Linked DNA regions of Mus musculus: all the other regions are linked to region 3. Evidence: chromatin contacts called from public HiCAR-type and promoter capture Hi-C data. All regions are on one chromosome and are shown on one strand. The core of a region is the stretch at or near the end of the contact, and the rest is flanking DNA. Distances in the headings are between cores, read along the strand shown. Region 1 holds the start of Casp7 (caspase 7). Region 2 overlaps Rbm20 (RNA binding motif protein 20). Region 3 holds the start of Vti1a (vesicle transport through interaction with t-SNAREs 1A).

Region 1 (3,648 bases), core at 230-2,729, 1.1 Mb before region 3:
TTTTTTTGGTCAAGTTGACACAGCCTAATATCACCAGGGAACAGGAAATCTCACTTGAGGAATTGCCCAGATCACAATGGCCTGTGGCTATGTCTATAGGGAAGTGCCTTGACCAATGGCTGGTGTGGGAGGGGAGGGCCCAGCCCACTGTAGTGGTACCATCCACAGGCTGTGTACTAATGGTAGCTGAGTGAGTAATCAGATTTCCTGCCTCCAGGCTCCTGCCTCGACTTCCCTCAATGACAGACTGTGACCTGAAGTCGTCAAATGAAATAAAGCCTTTCCTCTCTATGGTCATGGTGTTTATCCCAGCAAGAGAAAGCAGGCTAAGCAAGTTGATTGAGGTGGGTCTTCCTGAGGAAACAGGCTGCCTGCTTCCCAAACACAGCAACATTGAACAGGCTCACCTCCTGCCCAAATGCATACTTCCTTAAGTGAAAAAGTCCCGAGGCTGCCACCCAACCCATCAGTGTCACCTGAGGTTCACACCATGAGGGAACTAGAGACTTTGCCCATGTCCTATAGGAGGTTGCAGAGTGGCAGATTGTAATGCTAGGCTTTAACAATATGGACAGGGGTGTAAGGTTACGCTGGCCAAAATCTGAAGGAAGAAACAGCTTGTCAACAGAAAACCAGGGCCTTATCAGTTATCTCAGCTCAAGAGAAAGGCCTGTGAACTGCTTACAAACACCGCCTGTGCCTACTAATAAACTTACTTCCCCATAAACCCGAAAGGCCAAGGAGTAAAGGTGAGGTGTCGCCTGGAGCTCATACTGACAAGTGTCGCTTGCCAGTTTTTCACCAGTCTTAAGTCACTGTAAGAGTCTAAGAGTCCCGATGCAAGGGTCCCCAGACAAGAAAGAGTGTTTCAAGCACACTTCGCCTAGGTTAAAGACCTATGCACCTAACTCCCTCTTTCCCTGAGCACAAGCCACCAGAACCGCCCAAGATTCCCATTAAATGGACCCGGCAGCGCCTAAGTTCCCGGTCTGACAAGGTAGTCCTTGCGGGTTCAAACAACCACATCTACTGCCCTACACCCGCTCTTTCTTCCCTGTTACATCCGGAATGGCACCGGATGTCGTGAGACCCTGGTCCAGAAGACCAAGGGACCGCCGTGCCGAGCAAAGCGGGCGATGGCCAGGCATGTTGGAGAGCCTTCCGCGCCACAGCGCCCTGCAAGCAAGTTCTGCGAGCCTGCGGGAGGGAGGGGGACTCTGGGCGGGGACGCGCGGGAGGAAGGAGCTCGCGGAAGAGGGGAGGGAAAGCCGCGATGGCGGCCCAAGTTACCGTTCCCACGGCGGCGGCCAGGAGCCCACGGCAGCGTCCGTCCTCCGCAAGGGTCGAGGGCAGCTTTGGGAAAACTGAAAGCAAAAGTCCCAGAGGCGGAGGGGGAGGAGCGGGCGGGCCGGACGGGGCTGTGCCTGCAGCCCGGGAAAGCTGGGGGCGAGCGGGAACGCGCGCTACGGAGCCCGCCGCGGGAGAAGCTCGCGCGGGAAGCTCGCGCGGGAAGCCCTCGCCGCCCACGTGCTGCGTCCCCCCCTCTGCGACGTTTGGGCGACCCCTGCGGCTGCAGGAACTGGGCAGATAGAGCGCTCCCTACAGAACTGGCGGGCTCTGCAAAACTGCCAGCCAGAAAAGTGACCGTGACCCCGGGCTACCTGCTGCAAATCTGTTAAGTTCTCTGAAAATATGACTGCGCGCTTGGTCCAGACCTCTGCGAAGTTGGCAAGCGTCACCGGCACGGGAGGAGAGCGGCCCTGCAAATTGGGGCTATCCCTGTCCCCTCCTCTATGCCACATATGCAAATTTCCCCGCGCTCACCAGAGAGGAGTACTAAGAGACTCTAAAACTGTAAACGTCAAAAGTTCCACTGAGAACGCATTCTACAAAACTGTCTACCCAGCAGATGGACCCAAAATTCTGACTTGCTCTCCGCGATGGGGCACCTGTCTCGTTCTGTTTTTGTTTTTTACCTTTTTCCTAACACAAGCTGCTTCTCGACCAGATACTGTGCACCACCAGTCGCTTTAGTCTGATGTCTTCCCAGACGTTGTTGGGGAGGGGGGCGAACTTTGTCTTAAACACGTTTATACCTCCCAAACCCAGCTTGCACGGATATTGCGCCAAAATCATCATCCATGTGTGCTACCTCCCGTGTCAGGCACTAGGTTTGAGGAAGCAGACAGTGAGCTAACATGGGTTCCTGTTCATGTCATCTTCGACACAGACAGACAGACAGACAGATCTGGGCTTCCATCTGTAGACGCTTCCAATTCCTCCCCTCCACCTAGAGTTCTCAGAACAGCTCATTCACTCACACTGAAGCAAGCTATGTGAGAGAACTTTGTGAAAACGCCAGAGATACTCGATTCTCAGACCTACAGGTCTCCGGAGCCATCAAGGCTATTTTATTTGCTAGCATGGTTTTTCTTGAACCCCAGAGTTTTAGCACTAACTCTAGAATCTCAGCCAGTATGGGCACTTTCAATTCTTAATATGCCTGCCCTCCTTCTTATTTAATAATGCTAGTGTCCCTGAACTGTGGAGGCAAATGTTGGGGTAAGCCATGGCTCACGCTATGGTGATTTGCTTTTTAAAACTGACAGTCCTTTGAAAAATGAAGAAATCCTATCTCCACTATAATTTATCTTTGTGTAAACCATGACTTTTTCCAGGGTAGTCCTAAAACGTGGAACATTTAACAACCAATCTCTACTTATTTGGTGGTGAGGAATGTGAGAAGCTGCCCACCTGACAGCACCAGGGTCCTGTTGCCTGGACAGTGATGTTCTATCCACAAGAAGGTTTGCCTGTGCTGTGGCATGCGTGGCGCATCCGCACACAGGAATCCATCCCTCACGCAGATGGAGAGGCAGGGCGGCACCACAGGAAACCTCTTGTCTGTTCTTGCTTGTGGGTCGGCGTGAGAACATCCACTTACTTGCTCCCAGCCTGGATCATTACAGTACCGACTCTTAAACTTCTGGAAGCACAGAAGGGAAGAGACCCATGGCAGCTTCCGCTCTGTAATATTGTACTGACACCTTAAATGCAAGTGATTTCTCTCCTGAATGTCTCTCCTAGGTCTCCCCAGCTTTGGTGTTATGGCTTAACCCCAGGGCTTTGGAGAGAAGAAGCTTCGCTAAGTTATACCCCTGTTCCCAGCCATGTGACCGCACTAAGCATATGGTCTATAGTAAGTGTGTATCGGAATCTTCCTCCTAAGACCTCCACCAGCCTTATCTATCAGGTGGTTTCCCTGGGGCTGAGCTCATAACTGCTCCTGGCCTCATCTCTCTAGACTCTGTCTCTAGCCTCCTCCGGTAGCCAGGCTTGCCAGTAAGTTTCCGTGCCTACCTACAGGGCACACCTGCCCACACCTCACCCCTGTGGGTACCAGAGCGACTGTTCTCAATCTAACAGTCCACAAACAGCTAAGGCTGTAACTACACAGGACTCTAGTATAGAGATACCCCGAGATTAGCAGAAGTGCCGTTGTCTGTACCCACAGACCCAGACCCAAACTCAGGCCCCTTATTGAGATGCCAACAGCCTTCTGCTGGTTGAGGAGCAAGGGAGCAGGGCCCAGGCAGAATCCTTTCTTTTCCTACAGAAGGAATTCATGTTGCCTCTCAACTCCACATG
Region 2 (3,883 bases), core at 1,259-3,758, 1.5 Mb after region 3:
ACTTGGATGGTCCGCCCTCCATTACCCCCAAAATCAGGATCACTCCATCTCTACCAGCCGGAGGATCCTTGAAGGGCGGAAATTATGCTGACATCTGCTAAGGGTGGCCAAAGAGGCCACGCCGACATCTGCTAAGGGTGGCCAAAGAGGCCACGCCGCGTTTACCCCACGCTCGTGAAGCAGCACTGTTAAATGTGAGGCTCCAAATACTGGGAAAGTTAATAAACCCTGGAGACTAGCACTGGCTCAGACCCATATCACAAAATAAAAGAGGCTCCGTCAGAGCCAGTGAAAATGCCAGTGCGTTTTATTTATGCCTGCTGGAGATGGGCTGGGCCTCTGTTGCTCTAGCAACAAGCAGGCTGATCAAGGAGGTTTCCATGGAGACTCTGATCCCGGCAGGTGAAAGACTGCTCAGGTCAACTTGACATGGAAGAAAGCCCAAGCCTCGGGCCACCCACCAGCTTGTGCTGACACAAGGCTCTGGGTTGGAATGTTTATTTTCTGGCCTTTCCTCTATATTTTCTGCTCTACTAGTTTTACTTCAGCCTTGGTGATGCTGAGAACTTTCTGTAAAATAAATCTCTAGTTTATTTTCACTGTTAAAGAGTCTTAAGAAATACTCACCCACCCTCTACTCTCCACCCCACCCCCTTACACACACACACACACACACACACACACACACACACACACACACACCCTGGATGGATCTGTTTCCATCTGGCAGAAAGGCCATGGCTTAGCCCATTTTAGGCTCCTTAGTTCATGATGTCACAGCCCTGAGCATAGACACAACCTCACCTCCAGTAGGGTGTTTCTGGGATAAGTCCTGCTCCACTATCAGACCCTGGAGAAAAGTGGGTCTGAGATAGTTAGAAGGGAAGCAAGCCCTTTACAAAGCCATCTCCCTCCCCGTGTGTCATTCTCTCTCCACCACCCCGTTCCGTACCTCCCCCCCCCTCCCGCCGCATCTCTCCTTCCCCCCTCGCCCCCGCATCGCAGAAATAATTGCCAAGGGTTTCCACCATTCAGGAAAGGGTGGCAGACCATCAAAAAGAACCCAAGCTTTTTTGTAGTAAAAACTCAACCTGATCTTAGTTGCCCATGCCTAGGTGGGACCCCACAGTGCAGAGAAATCAAGTCGAGGTTATTCCCGGAACACAGGGGGCGCCTGCTGGATTTCTTCTACACTATTTGCTTTAACATTCTAGCCAGGCCTTCGGAGGCTTGCTTCTATTAGTACTTAACTTTCTGTCTTGGCCTTAAGTAACTCCCATCTATCTGTTCCAGCCTGCACATACCCACATGTCCTGAGGGACGCGGTGGTCCAGTCCACCCTACCACCCATGAGGGAGAGGAAGGTAGCCACCCTCAGCCAACACACCTCGGCAAGCCTGGCTTTGGAGGTCGCTTTCAGTAGGTGGGCTGGCTTTTCCTTCCAGGGGGCTGGCTTCATGAGACCCATCTTCTGGGGACCCCCTGGCCTTGCAGTCATCGAGAAAAGGGCTGGACTGCCGGGCCCGCTCATCTGCTGGCTGGGGGGAGGACATTTGCTGCACTGCAGGGGCCAGACTCACATCTGAGTCCTCCTCTCCTCTTGCCTCCTTCTCGTAGCAATTTGAGACCTCCAGTGAGAGGCCTGTCTCGCTTTCAGCTGGCTTCCGCTCAGCATCCAGATTTAGGCCAGGCATCTCCAGGTCCGTGTCATTGGGACAGCTTGCGGAAGTAGACGGCACTTGTCCGGGCAGCTTCAGGCTGAGTTCTGCGTCTCCGTTCCCTAGGGTCTCTCCCTGCTTGGTGAAATCTTTGGCCAAGTCCAAACCTAAGGTGGCCGTTACACAGGTACATATTTTAGGGAGGGTTTTGTCTTTCTGGTCAATAGGCACAATTTCTTCCAGCTCTGGTAAGTCTGGTTCCATGATGAAATCTTCCTCGCCTACTTCGTCCACTGTGACCAACTCCTCCATGTTGGTGGGGTACCAGTTGTCCCCCTCGGGTTCACTCCCACTGTCACAGTCTTGTCCCTGTATGAGGATGTAGAACAGGTGTCATATGGTGGCTTAGAATACTCAAACGTCAGCCATACGCATTGGCTATAGGAGCCTTCATGTCGGAAAGACCTTGAGCGCTTCTCCTGCTCCTTGGGTTCTTAGGGGATGTGAGCCCCTCAAGCCTCACTTATTCAGTCGCCCCCCAAGTGGCACAGGCTTCACAACAAGCCCTTGCTGCTTGATTTGCCACGTTTTGAATGACACAAAGAATCCTTAACTTTGCTATATAGTAGCTATTTGTGACTATCTCTGAATGAATGGATACATTACAAATGGACGTCACTAAAGGTGGCTGGAGAGAATCCACTCACAAACTTCCTCCAGACTCCCTCTCTCAGCAAAGGTGCAACTTCCGCCCACACTCTGCCTCCGGTATTTTTCCCTTGGTGTTCCCAGCAGCCCTAGGGCTTGGCACACAGATTCGGAAGATTAGTGTCCCCTGACCGGAAAGGCATGAAGCTGGCGATCATCCAAGGACATTTCGTTTGCCCGTGGAAGCCCAGCCCAGGAGGACAGTAACTGGATTTTGATTTTTAACTAAGTACAAATAATCTTTCTAAAACACACAGAGTATGTCTCATTAATCTCAGGGTCTTGGGCCTGCTGAGGTCAGGGCTTCAAGTTGACTGCTTGTGTCGTGGACCCACTAAGGGACCTGCCTATTTTGGGAGCCTGGCTCTGAAGTCTGAGTCTTTCTTGGGCATATGTTTTCTTTTAGCAGCACAGCCAAGTTGCAGGAGAGGGGGGCGGAGCCCGGGCGTGCAGCTAAAGATCTCCCCAGAGGAGACATCGAAAGACTTCCACAGAGCTGTTTCTCCAGAGAGCACTGGGGCCATTGGTACAAGTGCTTGTGAAGACACGAACACATCCCATACGGCCGCTGTCAGGCAAAACCGACCCGGTGACAGAGTCTCTGATGCTAATATATGACACCACCACCAAGATGGGGGTGCAAACTCACCTTCTTTGTCCTTGTGTTTTCTGGATCACAGGACTCTGTCCCTTCCTGCTGTATGCCCACCATGCCTTCCTGTTCCTCAGCTCCAGCCTTACAGGGGAAGAACAGACCAAACAAGACTAAGAGTAGGCAGAGGCAGAAGAGGGGACACAGAGAGAAGTAGAGAGATCCGCACGCTCCTCCCCCGACTCCCTCACAGCGGAGGGGAGGCCACTGCTTCGGGAACTGAGGCTCAGAAAGAAACATGCTCACTCACACTGACAGAAAAAACATTTTGGGGGCTGGTGAGATGGCTCAGTGTGTAAGAGCACCCGACTGCTCTTCCGAAGGTCCGGAGTTCAAATCCCAGCAACCACATGGCGGCTCACAACCATCTGTAACAAGATCTGACGCCCTCTTCTGGAGTGTCTGAAGACAGCTACAGTGTACTTACATATAATAAATAAATAAATCTTAAAAAAAATTTTTTTTTGAAAGTAGGTCTTGTAGTTTTTCAGGGGACAGAGACCCCTGGTGATCTGAGTGTCTGCAGCAAAGGATGAACATTAAAAAAAAGCAAAAGTGACTTGAGTGGGGAAAGCTCGGGGAGGGGAGTGGCCACTGTGGGGCATCTCCTCCTAAAGACATCATTTCCATTAACACACACATGTGTACACACAGAGAGACACTGTGCACAGGCACACATGTACACATACACACATGCACACACATACACACACACACACACACACACACACACACACACACACACGGGCGTGAGTACAGGTACCCATAGAAGCCAAAGGCTTCAGATCTCACGCAGCCGCAGTTATAAGCACTTGAGATCTGGGAACCAAACTAGGGTTCTCCGAAAGAGCAGCGCACACCCTTC
Region 3 (3,722 bases), core at 650-3,149:
TACGCTACACTGGTTCTCTCCCCTTGCTCCCTTCCTTGAACTCATAAGCCTCTTTAAGACATCATTCACCTCCTTCCGAGCTAACTGAGACTTCAGGAGGTAAGTGGGATGGAGGCTCAGGGGTCCTGGCTTCAAGCAAATATCCCTAGTAACAGAAAACAGGGAGGGGTGATAAGGGAAAAATTATTTATAAACATAAAGATTGGGGGAAATTCTGGACAGGGGGTGAGGAACAACTTAGACTCAAGAGAAGTTACTGCTGTCATCTTGGCCTGGGGCTGACCAGGTAAGAAAGTGAAGATACCCACAATTCTGCAGACCAATGAGAATCATCTCTTCTACACAGTATGCTCCAGAGCTGGAGTAGAGGCAAGTTCAGCAGCCCAGTGATCATTCAATTTCCCTAACGAAACTGAGCCAATAAATAAATAAAACTCACAATTTGTCTGTTACTAACTACTCAAATTAAATCTGTACTTAAAGAAAAAATCCTAAAACACTATCTTATAAGTCACAAAGTATTATATAACAATCCCTTGCTTATTCACAAAAAAAAAAAAAAAAAATCTGAGCCCTTAGAAAAGAAATGTCAAGAAAATCAGACAAGGCTCCCACCTTCCCACTGTTGACAACCTAGCATGCAGGGTAATACCTGGAGGATGCTGAATTGTAAAAGTGAGCAAAGTTGTCCTGTACGAAGTTTCATATAAAACTGGGTTATAGATACCCAAGAAAGATGAGAATCACAGAATCAGGGCAGAGGTCTGAAAAATAGGAATCCTAACAAGAGCTAAGACACAGGGCTTCACAGCTGCGTATCAGTTAATCTTCACAACCGCCCTGAGAGAGGTACGAGTCTCTCGAACCAAGAAGGAAGTTTTGAAGGATAACGAAAACTTGCCTAGGAGACAACTTCTAAGTGGCAAGGGTTAGACTTGAATTCAGGCATCCTAGCTCGTCATTCTAGTGTGCCACGAATAAGGATAACAGAATTATTGACTAAAACGACAACGCTGCTGCTGCATTTACAGATCCACAATCTTGATACTTTCACACAGTTCCTTTGAATACTCATATTTTACAAAAGATAAAAAAAGATAGAAAAAAAAAAAGAAAAGGAAAAAAGAAGAAATCAAGATGCAGAGCAATGTTTCCAAGGCTATACAAGCTTTTAAAAAGCGGTGGGGTAGGAAACAGGCGCCACCCCCCCAAAATGGTTTCCACGCAGAAGGTGCTTTGCATTTGAAGCACATTTAATGCCAATCACAACCTACTACCCAGAACGCACCCCTCCCCGGGCCGCCAGCACCACCCACAGCAGCCTCGCGCCAGCGAGCCCCGCGTGCCCAGGCGGCGTTCCGCGGCCCCCGGCTCTCCAGGCCGCCCCCGCCCGGCCGGGCAGGGTACTCACCGGGAGGGAGCCGAGGGACCCTTGCAATCTTGCTGGTGATCTCAGCAGTGAGCACTGCGAAGTCCTGCTCGTACCCTTCGAAGTCGGAAGACATGGCAGCTCGGGCACGGCCGGCCGGAGCCGGGTTCTAGCGCTCAGAGCGGGACTCGCCAAGGGCGCCCGGCCTCGGCGCAGGGACCCTGTGAAGAAGTCTCCACAGCACAGCGGGAACCGGGAACAACTCCCAGCCCTGCCGCTTCCTGGTTGCTCTACGCAGTCCTTGTCCTCCGGAAACTGCGCTGCCTGCGCCTTTTCCTTTCCACCCAAATCTTCGAACGTAAAACTAAAGAAAAAGTTCACTTTCGGTGACCCCTAAAAAAAAAAAAAGACTACGAAAGCCCACATGCTCTCGGGTATCACAGAATACACGTCCCCCACACTGCAGCTCCAGAGAAACGGCTGGAGCGCCCCCAAACTCTAAGTTGCAGGCGCGGGCTTTCCGAGGGAAGATTGACGCCGCGCACCGACCGGAAGTGGCTGTGGCGGAGCTTGCGCCGAGGACCCGAGCGGGAGGCTCACGGCGGCCGCGTGAACCAGAGACGCGCGGGTCCGAGTTCCCCGCGCAGGTCTCGCCGTCAGGGTTCGCATTCGGCTTGCTCAGACTGAAGCGCTCATGACAGAGCTATAAGGAGGAGAAAATCTGTTCCGCTGAGCCCGGGCCGTCCCGGAAATGCGATGGCTGTGGAGCGGGCACCGGAGACCAGACTGAGGTGGGAGTCACCGCAGGGGGTGCAACCCGCTTACGAGGCGGTCTTCGCCTCGACCTAGTCGACCCAGCATCTCCAAAATATCGAGCCCAGACCTCGCTTAATAAGACGTTTGTCCTGTGAGTGAAGATCCCAGAGCATCCCGCACCACTACATGGGCGGGAAACTGAGGCAGGCACCGACCGGGCTGGCGCATCTGCTCCGTGGGAATCCGTTACGCATACGTCATACCCATGTGTCATAGGTCTTTTCCCGGCTCATTTCACTCCATTCAGAACTCAGGTCTACAACTATTCCCCGTGCGTGCCTTCTTCCCTTCTCCCTCGGCCCCGGAGGGAATTATCCCCCCCCCCCCGCCCGCTTAAATCCACTCTGTGCTCGTTCTCGTGCACTGCTTCAGTTGTGATTTTTCGCGCACACACATGCGGCCTTCTCGTTTTAATCTCACCCTTCTTCCTGTACCTTTAACCCCGATCGATTGCTAATGTTGGCGCTTGGGAGAACAAGTGCCCAGTTATTAATACACAAAGTATTATATGCGTAGAGCATGTCACAGTTAATTCACAACTCGTTGGGAGGCAGTTTAGAACGTCCTAAAAAAGAAGTTTGGTGCTTCTATTCTGGACTTAGCTGTTACTTGTGACCTTGGTCGGTCGATATAATCACAGTCTCTCTAAGCCAGTTTCTGTTCTAGGAAGAATTAGATACGTGATAATTAGATAAGACCCTGCTTCTCAGCTCCCTAAGTCTTTGTTCTCTCTAACGATCCACTAAGCTAGGAGTAGTCGATCCTTTCTGGCACTTTGAACAGAAGAGGAAAACTGTTTAATATGTCCGGTTTTCGTGCACTTCAAGCTCGGACTGTATTCTGGATAGGTCCAAAGTAATTATTTTTGTTCTCGATAAGAGGTGAACTCCACACTAGTGTGCTTTCGAGGTGCTGAGTCAAGTGCTCCTTGGAGTTAAATATTAAATAAATGGCATATGGACTTTCTAAACGGAGTTTTCCCATCTTGTTTTCTTTAGGCTGTGTTTCAAATCAACCTATATTCTCCTGTGAGATACAGAGTTCTGGAGGCCACAACTGAAAATGACATACCCCACCTCAGTGACCCTTCAGCCAAAGGCATGACAGCTCAGGCACACACATGGACTTGTTGCACACAGAAATGTGTGCACAGGAAAAGGAGATCTCTAGTTCTTTAGAAGAAAGAAGTCATTCTTCACCAAGATGGGCATATTCTGCTCAGTAATCAAGTTTGAAAATCTTCAAGACTTAAGGAGACTGTGTCATTGGGGTCCCATCATAGCCCTGGGTGTTATAGCAATATGTTCCACAATGGCCATGATCGACTCTGTCTTGTGGTATTGGCCCTTACATACAACTGGAGGAAGTGTGAACTTCATCATGTTGATAAATTGGACCGTCATGATTCTTTATAATTACTTCAATGCCATGTTTGCTGGTCCTGGCTTCGTCCCTCGGGGGTGGAAACCGGTAAGAAAAAGATCCATTTGACAATGACCTTTGCATAATTTTTTTATGTTTAGTTTGCCATTATGAT

Evidence for each region. HiCAR-type assays count read pairs that join an accessible place to other places. Capture Hi-C pulls out chosen DNA fragments and counts their contacts.
Region 1: a promoter capture Hi-C map of adipose tissue shows a contact between it and region 3. The contact joins the promoter of Casp7 here to the promoter of Vti1a in region 3. A contact is called at or near these places in 4 of 39 promoter capture datasets (the 3T3-L1 cell line, the C10 cell line, embryonic stem cells and 1 more), 1 of 484 Hi-C or Micro-C datasets (regulatory T cells) and 2 of 9 other capture datasets (adipose tissue and liver).
Region 2: a contact with region 3 is called in a HiCAR-type map of astrocytes, with 2.9 times the contacts expected there. The contact joins the enhancer-like site here to the promoter of Vti1a in region 3. A contact is called at or near these places in 1 of 39 promoter capture datasets (embryonic stem cells), 1 of 484 Hi-C or Micro-C datasets (B cells), 1 of 115 datasets of contacts at active chromatin or transcription factors (astrocytes) and 1 of 9 other capture datasets (embryonic stem cells).

Annotation. Positions count from the first base shown.
Region 1 is chr19:56,394,960-56,398,607 of GRCm38.p6, reverse strand. It overlaps Casp7 (caspase 7), which reads right to left and starts at 1,479. Exons shown (of 7, transcript NM_007611.2): 1 at 1,291-1,479.
Region 2 is chr19:53,849,321-53,853,203 of GRCm38.p6, reverse strand. It overlaps Rbm20 (RNA binding motif protein 20), which reads right to left. Exons shown (of 14, transcript NM_001170847.1): 10 at 3,016-3,102; 11 at 1,388-2,027. Among named protein-coding and RNA genes, the nearest start is that of Gm41863, 9.1 kb to the left of the region's middle. Within about 2 kb of position 2,508, at least 91 of the 459 cell types and tissues checked have an H3K27ac peak or open chromatin away from gene starts, as enhancers often do. A contact at or near this core is called in astrocytes, where this site is marked.
Region 3 is chr19:55,314,234-55,317,955 of GRCm38.p6, reverse strand. Vti1a (vesicle transport through interaction with t-SNAREs 1A) reads right to left here and starts at 1,899. Exons shown (of 8, transcript NM_016862.4): 1 at 1,412-1,899. The coding sequence starts at 1,505. Zdhhc6 (zinc finger, DHHC domain containing 6) reads left to right here and starts at 1,920. Exons shown (of 11, transcript NM_025883.4): 1 at 1,920-2,160; 2 at 3,184-3,655. The coding sequence starts at 3,389.